Linked DNA regions of Mus musculus: all the other regions are linked to region 1. The links are chromatin contacts, called in public HiChIP or PLAC-seq maps. All regions are on one chromosome and are shown on one strand. Each heading gives the region's core, a stretch centred on a gene start, on an enhancer-like site or on the middle of the called end of the contact. The rest is flanking DNA. Distances are from core to core; before and after follow the strand shown. Region 1 has its middle 51 kb from the start of Gm32935. Region 2 has its middle 23 kb from the start of Gm16087. Region 3 has its middle 5.4 kb from the start of Gm40569.

What was found. HiChIP or PLAC-seq counts read pairs in DNA pulled down with a chosen protein or histone mark.
Region 2: an H3K4me3 HiChIP or PLAC-seq map of the SCID.adh cell line shows a contact between it and region 1, with 21 read pairs. The contact joins two enhancer-like sites. A contact is called at or near these places in 2 of 115 datasets of contacts at active chromatin or transcription factors (the SCID.adh cell line and T-cell acute lymphoblastic leukemia).
Region 3: an H3K4me3 HiChIP or PLAC-seq map of the SCID.adh cell line shows a contact between it and region 1, with 24 read pairs. The contact joins two enhancer-like sites.

Annotation. Positions count from the first base shown.
Region 1 is chr12:106,578,113-106,582,175 of GRCm38.p6, reverse strand. No RefSeq gene overlaps it. Among named protein-coding and RNA genes, the nearest start is that of Gm32935, 51 kb to the right of the region's middle. Within about 2 kb of position 2,260, at least 2 of the 459 cell types and tissues checked have an H3K27ac peak or open chromatin away from gene starts, as enhancers often do. A contact at or near this core is called in the SCID.adh cell line, where this site is marked.
Region 2 is chr12:106,931,261-106,935,323 of GRCm38.p6, reverse strand. No RefSeq gene overlaps it. Among named protein-coding and RNA genes, the nearest start is that of Gm16087, 23 kb to the left of the region's middle. Within about 2 kb of position 2,258, at least 2 of the 459 cell types and tissues checked have an H3K27ac peak or open chromatin away from gene starts, as enhancers often do. A contact at or near this core is called in the SCID.adh cell line, where this site is marked.
Region 3 is chr12:106,840,227-106,844,289 of GRCm38.p6, reverse strand. No RefSeq gene overlaps it. Among named protein-coding and RNA genes, the nearest start is that of Gm40569, 5.4 kb to the right of the region's middle. Within about 2 kb of position 1,754, at least 16 of the 459 cell types and tissues checked have an H3K27ac peak or open chromatin away from gene starts, as enhancers often do. A contact at or near this core is called in the SCID.adh cell line, where this site is marked.

The DNA.
Region 1 (4,063 bases), core at 1,011-3,510:
CTGAACTGAGTTCCCCCAAATTCTTGTACTGAGGTCCTTCCTGCTCCCTGCATGCACTGTATCTTTGTAAGGAGATAACTCGGGTTAAATGATTGTGAACGGAGAGTCCAGAGCCCATAGAATCAATATCTTTTCCTTTTAACCGATGTCAGAGATCAACCTTTGTCTTTCCGTGGTGACAGCATGCACAGAGAAGCCCACAAGCCAGGAAGAGGACTTGACCAGAAACCACACTGCAGTTCTGTGATCTGCCTGTGGATGTGTAAATAGCCAGAGTCTATCCATGACGGACTCCTCCATGCCCACTCCCAGACCACGGCCCTTATGATAGCTCTGAGGTAATTAAAACAGGGGGAAGAAGGAAGTCAGGGCCCAGGAAGCTATAGATAACTGAAGGAATTATGGCAACAAATAAAAGGATTATGGGAAGGGTGTGGGGCCAAAAGAGCAGCAGTGATGACCTCAGACAGACGAAATCTGCTCAATGGGTCATCTGGGAAGACATGGTGCACACAGAGAACTCTGGGAACATCTGGTGCAATATATCCCATTACTCTGTGTATTTCATCAGGAAGCCAGTGTATGCCTACCCAGAGTCACTGAACAAGCCAAGCCCCCTTCCTGAAGCATCTGGCTAATATCCTGTCTCCCATCCTCAGTGGTTGATGGCTCTCAGGTAGTCTCTAGGGCAGCCTTACTGGTTGTGTCAATACATCTTGTCTGTGATGCCGTTTGGGTATCTTTTTCTACAGCCATTCTAGGTGTTGATTCTGTGAGGGACCCATGCTTTCTTAGGAGGGGTTCTTTACTCTTGGTATGTATGTGGAATAACACTAGAGGATCATGGGTGCTGATCGCATCAGCGCCAAGTTTCAGACTTCTTGTCTCAAGTCTTCAAGTTCCTCAAATTCCTCCAGGAATTAAGCTGCGTTTACTTCACCTTCAAATCACCAGATACTGTGTGTGACCTGTCACAGAGAAATAGTTATTGACATTTATAGCATGGTCAAGGAAGTAAAAGAAAGTGAGCAGGAAAAAAAAGGGACCAGGAAGGAAAAAGGGACCAGGAAGCTTAAACCAGGCTCTTCACCTTCTGGAATCATTCTCTGGAATAACAAGAAACAAAACCCAAAAAGATTGGGTTAAAATTATGAAATTATGTCTGTATTGTGTGCTGTGTGTGTGTGTGTGTGTGTGTGTGTGTGTGTGTGTGTGTGTGTGTGAAAGAAAGTTATCTTGCCTTTAGTTTATGTGTGTTTTCATGTTATGAAGAGTTATGAAGATTCTACTGATGGATTACTTCCTGATTTTTTTTTCAACACCGTATCTACTCAGAATTTCCTCCTTACTATAACTTATAATTTCAAACAGGAAGGTGAGATGGTTAAGTAAAAAATAAATACCATAATTCGAGGTAGGCTGAGACTGTGAGATGGCTCAAAGATGCTGGCTACACAAGCATGAAGACCTTGACCTCTGGACCCATGGTAGAAGGAGACAACGAACTCCAACCACTTATCCTCACATCTCCACACATGCACTGTGAACACACGGACCCTCAAGCACACACGGAGACATACTCATGATAAATAATATAAAAAATAAGCAGGAGGATGGAGAGATGTAGATTGGACTGGCTGAGTGGCCTGGACCATCTTACTGACCTTTTAGCTCACTTCCCATCTATAGAATGAGTCCTTCGATCTTCTCAGAAACATTTGCTGTAAAAATATTTTACAAATGCCAAGAGGACCTTCCAGCAGGATGATGGCAGCATCTAATCCCTGAAGTTAATGATTGGTGGGTTGAATAGGTTTGGCTCCCATAGGGAGTGGTATTATTAGGAGTTGCGACCTTATTGGAGTAGGTGTGGCCTTGTGGAAGGAAGTGTGTCACTGTGGGGGAGGGCTTCAGGTTTCCTAGTGTTTAATCAGCCCCTATTTGTGGGAATAGCTGCCTGCTGGCTGCCTGTGGAAGACAGTCTCCTTCTGGTTGCCTTCAGATCCAGATGTAGAACTCTCAGCTCCTTCTCCAGCACTATATCTGCCTGCGTGCTGCCATGCTTCCCACTATAATGATAATGAACTAAACTTCTGAAACTGTAAGTCAGTTCCAATTAAATGTTTGCCTTTCTAAGTGTAGCCTTTATCATGGTGTCTCTTCGCGTCGATGAAACCCTAACTAAAACAGAAGTTCGTATTGCTGTGATAGACCTGACCATGATTTTGTTTGGAGGAATGTGGATTTTGGAACTTCGGATTAGTACAGCAGTGGAATGCTTTAAGTTGAAATTAATAGGTCATACGTGTAGGAACATGGAAGACAATTGTACCGAGGGTGATTTGAACTGTGGGGACCTGGCTCAAGAGATTTCAGAGGAGAAGTATTTTAGCTTGTTGCCTGGAGATTGTTCTTGTGATATTTTGGTGAAAAATGTTGCTGCTTCTTGGCCTTGGAGCTTGCCTGAGTCAAAAAAAAAAAAAAAAAAAAAAAAAAGGAGAGAGAGAGAGAGATTTAAATGATTTAAATTAATTATATTAACAAAGGAAATCTCAAAAACAAAAGTCTAACTCAGACCTTGTCCTGTTGTTCACTCTCATAAGACTGTTTTGATAACGTCTAGCAAGCTTAGTAAGGAAAACTACAAAATATACGGCTCAAGCATTAAAGGAGCACCAGGAAGTGGAATGGAGCTGAATTCTGTGTTCAAGACTATTAAATGAATTAAGGGAGTGGTGACCTTGGGGACCTTGGGGCAAGATCCCAGACAGTTAAGTTTCTTACCTCTGTGATTGAACAGGGGATACTTGCATCGTGTTAGGCATTGTTTTGCCCTGGTTGCTGTTTTCATTTGGACACAAGGATATATGATTGTACGTCAAATTGACAAGGGAGGGAATTGTGATGGCTACCCGTGGTTGTTAATTTGACTATATCTGGAATGAACTACAATCTAAAACTTAAAAAGATCCTGTGAAAAGGAAGTAAATATCCAGCCATGGTGGTACACGCCTTTAATCCCCAGAGACAGAGGCAAGCAGATCTCTGAGTTCAAGGCCAGCCTGATTTAGAGCAAGATCCAGGTAAGGAAAAGCACATGTTCGGGTGTGGTGATACTCAACTTTAATCCTGGCACTCAGGAGACAGAGGTATGCAGATCTCTGAGTTCAAAGTCAACCTACAGCACAAGTTCCAGGGTAGTCAAGCAATAAGGGAAATCATTGAAAACAGAAAAATGGGAGAGATGTAACTAGAACAACGGGGCCATGTTCCAGCCCCTGCAAGCAACATAACTTGGTAGCTTCAGCCAGATGGATCTCGCTTTAAAGTCAAGAATAGAAGGAATTACTGGGATAATTGGTGCTGGTTAGCTGGAGCTAAGAAATTCACTGTGATTGAAAAGAGACCAGCATCACTGGGGTGAAATCTTCTGGAAAGTGTTTTCTGAGAGCACAAAGAAGCTGTACTCCAGAGGAAAGCAAGGTTGCACCTCATCCTGGCAGCTAGGATTGGTAAGAGTCATTCAAGTGGACTGGTTTTAAAGGGATGAAGGAATCAGAAAACAGCTGAGGCTTGGCATTATGAGAGCCCAAGAAAGGCCACTGGTGAGGGTGAAGTCTCAATGCCAGTTGAAGGCCCAGGACTGAAGCAAAGGAGTTGAGAGTTGGCACCATGAAATAAAGCCTATAAAAGGCTATCAGTGGAAGTGAAACCTAGTTTCAGCAGAAGACCCCATGGGACTACTACCAAGAGTATTAGCAGCGGTGGAGTGGAGTCAACCAGAACTTAGTGTGTTACGGAGGGCAGAGATAAAAAAGTGACCCAAGCCCTTTGGAGGATCCTGGGAAATCATGTGTGGGTCCCAGACATTGGAACAAGAAGCTGTAAAGTTGAAGTTGCCTTGCAGATCCCAAAATGTTAGAGATTCCAGAGCTCTGGACCACCTGCCAAGGGAAACTGCTAATAGGGAGTACAGATCCATCCCAAGAGAAAGAATTGTGTTGCAGGCAAAAAAGTTAAAAGGAGTTGGACATCAGACATGGAGATGCGTTTAGAGTTTGCC
Region 2 (4,063 bases), core at 1,009-3,508, 350 kb before region 1:
ACCTGTTATAATATGGGCAGATGATCTTTTTACATTACAGTGCTTCATTCACCTAGAAAGATATCAGGTTGCTGGGTTAGGGAAACCATATTAAGTAGGCAACCTCTTGGTAGACGTGATGACGATATCACCAGATTAGGAAAATTGGCACTTCAGCAAACACGTATGAGAGAACCCAGGGAAAAGTTCAGGATTAGAATCTAGTTCTAGCGTTGAGTGGAGAAAATGCCAACAACCTCATTTTTTTTTCTACATCCACTCTCCAGGAGGAGCCTAAAGTATGCAGCCAGTCAGTAGAGTGTCCTACTAGCCTAGCATGGCTCCTCACAGCCTCCTAGTCACATAGTAGCTGAGGAATGGGGAGCAGGGAGAGTTGGGACATGGCTCAAGGCCACTCAGCAAGGGAGTGACAACCAAAGGCCGGGTCTAGCTGTGGCTTTCTCTTATCTGCTTCCTACTCATCGTCCATCTGAGACACTCTCCAGAGATCTCCAGGCAGGTCTGGTGTATCGTCTGACCTTACCGTGTGTAAGCAAGGGGTCTGGCTCAAGGGCGATACTCCTTAAAAATTAAAAAAAAAAAATAGAGAGCCAGTAAGAATCTCTCCAGAGGCGGGCAGATCCACCCACTGGCAAAGTGGATACTCAACCACGTGGTGCCTTTTCTTAGTCTACCTTGGCTAAAAGGCACGAATGTCTCCTCTGTATACTCCTTACCTGCCAGCAACCCCTCCTCCAAACTTCTACAGATGCAAAGAAGGGAAGGAAACACATTCTCTTCTCCCTTGGGTATGACCAGTTGAAAATGTCTCACCACGTGTTAGTGTAGGCTGCTCGAGATGTACTCAATATGCCTAACAAGCACCAGAATGCTCTATGACTGTATGTAATATGGGTCATGACATAAAAACAGAAAGGGAGTTTGGGGGTTGGGAAATGGAATAAAGGGAGGAGGCTCTGAGGAGAGAATGTTGTCAAAGCGTGGGCTAGCCTTGAAGGTTGACTTTATGAAAGCCAGCACTGTGTACAGTAAATATCAACCAATGGAAAATTGGAGTATATTAAAAATATACGATTCCTTACAGTTGGAATGAAGATCAGTCCATTACACATGGATTTCCATTTGTCTGAGATAGATAAACAGAGACCATAGGCAAAAGTTGACAGGGAGCCACAAGTGACAGCCAGCAGAGCTGTGAGGGCAGCCTTGGAGAGAAACTCTCTGCAGCCCTGAAACCCTGAGCTTCCCTGCGAGGGGTGGCCTCAGAGAGAGACTCTGTGCTGCTACCCCCTTTGACTCCGTGAGCCTGACATGGCTTGTACAAAAGGGAGAACCTAGCTTTTAACACAGGAAGTATTCCAAACTGAGAATGTAAAAGGTGAATGTACACTGGGCGTGGTGGCGCATGCCTTTAATACCAGCACTTGGGAGGTAGAGGCAGGCAGATTTCTGAGTTCAAGGCCAGCCTGGTCTACAGAGTGAGTTCCAGGACAGCCAGAGCTACACAGAGAAATCCTGTCTCAAAAAAAAAAAAACCAAAAAACCAAAAAACAAAACAAAACAAAACAAAAAAACAAAAACAAAAACAAAAAAAATCAAAAAACCAAAACCAAAACCAAAACCAAAACAAACCAAAAAGAGGTGAACGTGTGCTGGTTTTGATCCAAACTGTGACTGCGATTGAAATCATTTTAGAGCTTCTAAAAGTAACCATGGAATCCTGTTTTTACTTTTTTGTTTTGTTTTGTTTTGTTCTCTCTCCCTCCCTTGCCCTCTCTCAGCCTCCCCCCCCCCACTTTCTCTCTCTCTCATAAAATGAAAGAGTGAAAGAGAGCCAGTGAGATGTGAGATGGCTCAGCAGGTAGATGTGCTGGTCACCGAATCTGATGACCATGATGAGAATCCATAGCCCAAAAGATGGGAATGGATTTCTTCTGCAAGTCATTTTCTAACTACCACAAGTATGTTATGGTGCACTGCACACTTACACACACACACACACACACACACACACACACACACACACACACACACACACACATGCGCGTGCGCAAGAGCACATGTGCGTGGATGTGTGAAAAAGAGAGAGGAAGAATGACTACCAGAGCTTAAAGTCAAAGGTCGCAGAGGCCTGGGATAAAGATCAGTGAAGTCACTGCACACCTGGCTTGTACAAGGCTCTGGCTCCTCTTCTCAGCACCTATTTCCCCCCAAATCAACCAATGTTTACCCTAAATAAGAAGCCCCTGTTCCCGAAGAGCAGAGGGAAAGGAGAGTTCTCACACAGTGCCAAGATGACCTCGGCAGACTGAAAGCATCCGTTATTGACAGTGGGTCAGTGGGTCAGAGCATTTCCTGGTCCTGATGAATCTGAAACATCTAAAATCGTATTTGAATGGCAAGGTAAGCCAGATCTTGAGAGTTTCGTCCCTGTGTTACATAGTAATAGATGGTTTGCATCTTTGTATCTGTTTGGCATTTTCAAGTTTTCAACAATGGAAATTAATTCTCCCTCCCACTGATAAGAATTCTGTAACCCTCCCGCCTACACCCTCAACCCTCCCTCCTACACCTTCAACCCTCCCTCCTACACTTTCAGCCCTCCCTTCTATACCCTCAACACAGGTAACTGAGCAGCACCTCTCTGAGCTGCCAGAAAGTTATCGGAAGTTCCTGGACAGCAGCTCCAAATGGATCAGACAGTTTTCTATTGAAAAGTAAAACCCAAGTGTAAAAAAAATACACATAGACATAGAAAAGCAAACTAACTGCTGGCTGGGCTTCTGGGTGACAGTGGTTCCCAGGGACTAGGCAAGGTTACTGGATCTTGCCTAGAGACTTGCCTAAGGATGGGGAAGTCCCTAGGTAGCATGGATGTTAGGTTTGTGGGGCAGGCTGGAACACTATATCTCTCAGCAAATAGTGGGGAAGCTGAGGTATAGGGATCACAGTCTTGTTCCGTTTTTCTCCTGAAAGCCATTGCATGGGTTTCAAAAATGACTTCTGCAGACTGAAAGAATCCATCTCATTTTCAGTGGCTTGATGAGGTGTCTTTCTGGGGGTTGTAGTCCATGGCATGGCCCCTTCTACATCAGAAGGATCCATGGGTTTGTCCTTAGTTACATGGCATGTCCATGGTCAAAGCCTTGCAGATGAGACCCCTGGGAGAGGTCACCATCTCCTATCACACAGCCTCCTCTTCTTCCTCACGTTTGTCTCTGTCAGGCCTCACTCCTCCAGTGCAATGCTTTGAGTTCCTAACCATTCTGTGGGTTGGGGATGGAGGTCAGTAGGAGTGGATGGGGAGGGTAGGAAAGCAGGAAGGTAGAGAATGGGGAACGCTCCCCCCCCAAGATTTTAGCATCAGGCTGACCCCAGGGACTAGAGGTGGGATGGGGCTTCTGGTAGCCATCAGCTTGGATGAAGAGATGCAGAGAGCCCCAGACCCTGGACCCAGTACCCTTGCCAAGACCTTCCCTGAGACACTCCAGTCCTGCCTGTGTGTGACAGGACTGGGTCCCACACAGCTGAGCAGAGCTGGAGTCTCTGTTGACACATTCCTGGTTGCAACTCACTTTCCCTGCCTGGTTCCTATTAACACTGTGGGGTTCCAAGCTTTAATGGATACACTCTGGCTGCAAGGGAGGGCTGCCCAGGGCCGCCGGCTGCCAACCAGGTTGCATACAAATGAGACCTTCACAGCCCAGACACTGTTTTGTTTACTAACTTCTCAAAAAACAATTAAGCAACAGCAAACCCCCAAAACCTTGGAAGGCTAGAGGCTGGACACATGCTCCTTTATTGAGGGACAGAAGTCAGGCAGATTGGAGGATGCGATTGTTGGTAAACTTCGGCCTCCTTAGTGCCATGCTATTAGTGTGGCATTCGGTGGATGCATTTTGCTGGGGATATGGTCCTTGGCATTTTCAACATCCTGCTGGAGATGCCTTACAAAGACCAGGATCCACCTGTAAAGGGGTGGGCCAGAATGGGTACACAGAGCAGGGCAGAGAACTGTCCTAAACACCAGCCAAGATGGCACAGGCTTGACAATCTTAGATAC
Region 3 (4,063 bases), core at 505-3,004, 260 kb before region 1:
AAAATGGGGGCAGGGGCAGGGGGAGAACACAAAGCAAGGGAGAGGTAGGAACAGGACAGGTGTGGGATGTAGAAGAGAAAGGGGGAGGGGAGGAAGGACAGATGGAAGGAGAGGAAGAAACAAGGACAGAGGGGAGGACATAGAGCAGAGATTCTCTAGAGTAACAGACAAGGAGGAGGGAGGGGAAGAGAGGGAAAGGTGGGGGAGGAGGAGAAAAATAGAAACACAGAGGGCAAAGAGAGGAAAAGAGGGAAGATGGGAAGGTGCATGTGAGACAGAGATGCAAGAGAAATGAATCTAAAAGATGGGAGGCTGCTCTTCTGTATCTGAAGTTATTTCACTTACAAATTAAATTGTATGTATGAGGGGGAGAGGCAGAATCTGCCTGTGTGTGTGTGTGTGTGTGTGTGTGTGTGTGTGTGTGTGTGTGTGCAAGTGTGCACACACACTCGCATGGGGCCAGAAGACGCGACTTGTGCTGTTCTGTCACTGCTTTCAACACCCCCGGCTTGTGAAGAGGATGCCAGTGATTCCGGTTCAGGCCCTCGTGTGTGGGCAGCCATTGTTTTTAGCCAGAGTCATCCCCTGCCCTAGATGCAATGAAATGGCCACATAGTAGACCAGACCACCATGCCCGCTGTCTGCTCACAAACATCCACCATCTCCATCTAAACAGGTTGCAGTCTTGCTGATCCATCATAGACTTTGTCTCTGCACCTCATCACCCTATACACTTGCTACTTTGTATCTCATCACCCTATGCTGTTGCTACTTTGTATCCCTCCACCTGCCGGTTTCTTCAATTGGACCCTGATAATCCAAATTTCTCTTTTCTTCAAAGCCAACTTCAGTTATTTTATGCTTTCTGACTTGTTGCCAGCTTAGTGGATTGATGACATTTGCCTTCATATGAGGAAAAATAAAATATATTCCAGGTTACAGATAAAACAGAAAAGGCTCAGTAGTTGGGACAAATTGTGACAAAGCCCAGTCAATTTAGTTTCTTCAGAGAAAGACATTCTTTCCCTGGGAACCCTCTTTGATAATTTGTTTGACCATCTTTCTGTTTCCTGTTATATGTGAGTTGATATGCATGTATAACCGTGCGCAGGCACATGCGTATTATCTGTGTGTATGTGTGTATACAAAAGATCTGCGGAGGATTGCTGGAAATCTCTCTTCTGTCAAACTCTTAGGCTGGACCTCTCAGGCATTACCTAGATGCAGCAGAAAAATGCCCTCCTACCGCCTAAGCCAAACCACATCCGAGTTACACATTTAAACCTTAAAGGGGGGGGGGGGGGCTATGAGGAAGAATATAGTTTTCCCATCATCAAATTCTGCCAGCTTGTTTCTTAAAGTGGATCACTAGTGTGACTTTACTTTATTGGTAGCATGGGCCAGTTACCCTTTCTCCCTTCTATTACATAAATAAAAGAACTAAACTATACACTTCTAGCTCATACCTTTTCATATAAAAATGCCTGTTAATACCATGTTCTGGTTTGATGACAGCCTTTCGCCTGCAAGGCTTCCACACAACTGTGTCCACATACCCATGCTGTAGGCGGAAGCCTGCATTTCCTTATGAAGGCTATGCTGGTTTTTTAGCTTCTGCTCCTACTGGCCAAGTTGTCTGCTCTCACCATGGAGGATCACCCCCCCTCCCCCGCCCCACCCTTCAGAGGCCTCCCTCGTCTCACGCCCTGTAACAGTGACCTTTAGACAGGGCTGCATGTTCAGGCGGGGGTGGGAGACAAGGGTGACAAAGAAGAACATATTCAGGGGAAGAGCCCCAGTGAAGCTAGGCAGATGGATCTGTGATATAAGCTTTTAATTAGGGCCGCAAGGCTGTCTGACCTCTCAAGAGACAAAAGGTGTGTGCTCGGATCCCACGGCTCACCTGCTCCGACACCCCTCGCCCATTAGCCAGGCGCCTCTCAGACCCCACCTGGAACATGCAGGCTGGGGAGGCGCCTTTCTTCCCAGGGCAAAATCAGCAGTTTAGCATGACATGTTCTCAGCTGGCAGATGGGAGAGGGCGGGCTGTCACCTCAATAGAATCTGATCTGATGCTTAGGTAAGACCAGGACAAAGATGGAATTGTTCCAACATCCACCAGCCAATAGAGCAAGGACAGTCACCTCTCACACTGGGGGTTGAGAAGAGGGCGGGCCTCACTAAGAGGAAGCCACCCTGCCAAGTGCATGATCTCTGCAGTATTTACACGTGTCACCATCTCAAAAACCCTCAACTGTGCAGACAGATGGGGTGCATTCTGTTTGCTTGCAATGTCCCCTAGCAGATCTAGGGGACATTGCTTTCCCCCTGCGGATCCTGCTCCAAGGCAACCTCAGTGCATTATCTGTGACCCTCCCCCACCCAGAGACTACTTCCACAGCAGTGAGTGGTAGTTCAAATGTTACTCAGTGAGCAATTCAATACCAGTGCAGCGCACGATCTATATACCCACTGCACAGATGCAGAGACACTAAGGCTCAGAAGCACTTCAAACTACAACATAAAGTCCTGCTGCCTGCTCTTCTCAGAGTAGCTCAGGGGGGGCCATCTAAGGCATAAAGAATTGTCCCAACACCTTCAGTCATCCCGAACCCAAAAGAAGCCAATGACTCCATGTCACAAGCCGCATGCCACGACAACATCCAAGCATGTCTGCAGATGGATCCGGGAAGCACAAAACCCTGACATGCTTGGGGGCTCGACTTGCTCCTCTAGATTCTCAGGCAGTAAGCATGGGGCAGAGGCCTCGGCTCTTGACTTGCAGCTCAATGCCACTCTCAGACCCACTCTGCCCTGCTGAGCACAGAGAGGCAAAAGCAGGTCACTGTCTCGAAGTCCATGCTGACTGTGATGTGCTTGGTACCAGGTTCAGTTCAGGTGCCTTGTACAAGAAGCTCCAGCATTTGGCTTCATTTCTAGCCTTCTCTCCTTCCCTTCCTCCCTCCTCCCCACCCTCCGCCCTTCTTCCTTTCTTCCCTTCCTTTCTTGCTCCCTTCTTCCCTTATTTACTGGTTTCATTCTTCCTTCTATTCTTCCCTCCATTAGATTATTTCAAAGCATTCAAACTGACAGAATAGCTGGTAGAATCCTTCCAGCCCTGCTATTTAACCATGTGCAGTATCTCTGCTCCAAGCATTCCTGGGTAGCTACATGATCGGTGGATAGAGAGACAGATGGACCTGTACAGAGACTCAGACACATCTCCGAGTCCCTTTGTAATCCCAAATACCTCAGTGAATGTGTGTTGCCTAAGACTTTGCTTTCAACACCACACAGTGAAAAATGATGGAAGACAGTACAATAGATGACCCCAGTGCACTGGTCAATGACTTAGAGTGAACACTGTGGCTCTGGCCTGGGCTCAAGTTCACAGTCTCCTTCCTTAGTTTAGCTGCCCTGGGTCTTCCACAGAGTCCTCCTGCCTTTCGTGAATTTTACTTTGATAAAGACTTCCGGCCAGTTGCTCCGTGCAATGTGAGAGTGCCTGCTGTCTCCTAAGAATAAGATCCAAGCTGAGCTTTTCAGGGGGACCCCAGAGAGGAGACTGGAGCCCTCCTGGTGCACCGAGGCGTGTGACGGCAATTAGTTCCAAGCCTGTCTGGGTCTACTTTGATCACCTGGGGAAGGTGGCATCCGCCAGGCTCTTCATTGCTGTGAAGTTTCTCTCTTTTCCTTTTAATGAGTTAGTATCTTTTGGTGAGAGATTGAGAGCACAGCCAACCCGGGCTCCAGCCAGGACGCACGCGCTGTTGTGTCTGGGTCGGTTCCTGCTCTCAAAGTTGTCAAACACCCATCTCCTAAATCTTTCTTCCCTCTGCATTGCTAAACTGGCCTTCTTTTTGTCAGTGTGTTTTTATTAGCATATACTAATGACACGTGGTCACAGGCTGCCTGGCGAGATGCTCAGTCTGTGCTTAATGTACTTTGGGGATATTTACCCTGTTGAAGCTGCTCTCTTGTCCCCTCCTCATCCCCGCTGGGTCCTTCCCATTTCTGCTTTCAGTCTCTTTCTGTGTCTCCCTGTCTCTCACACTCACACACA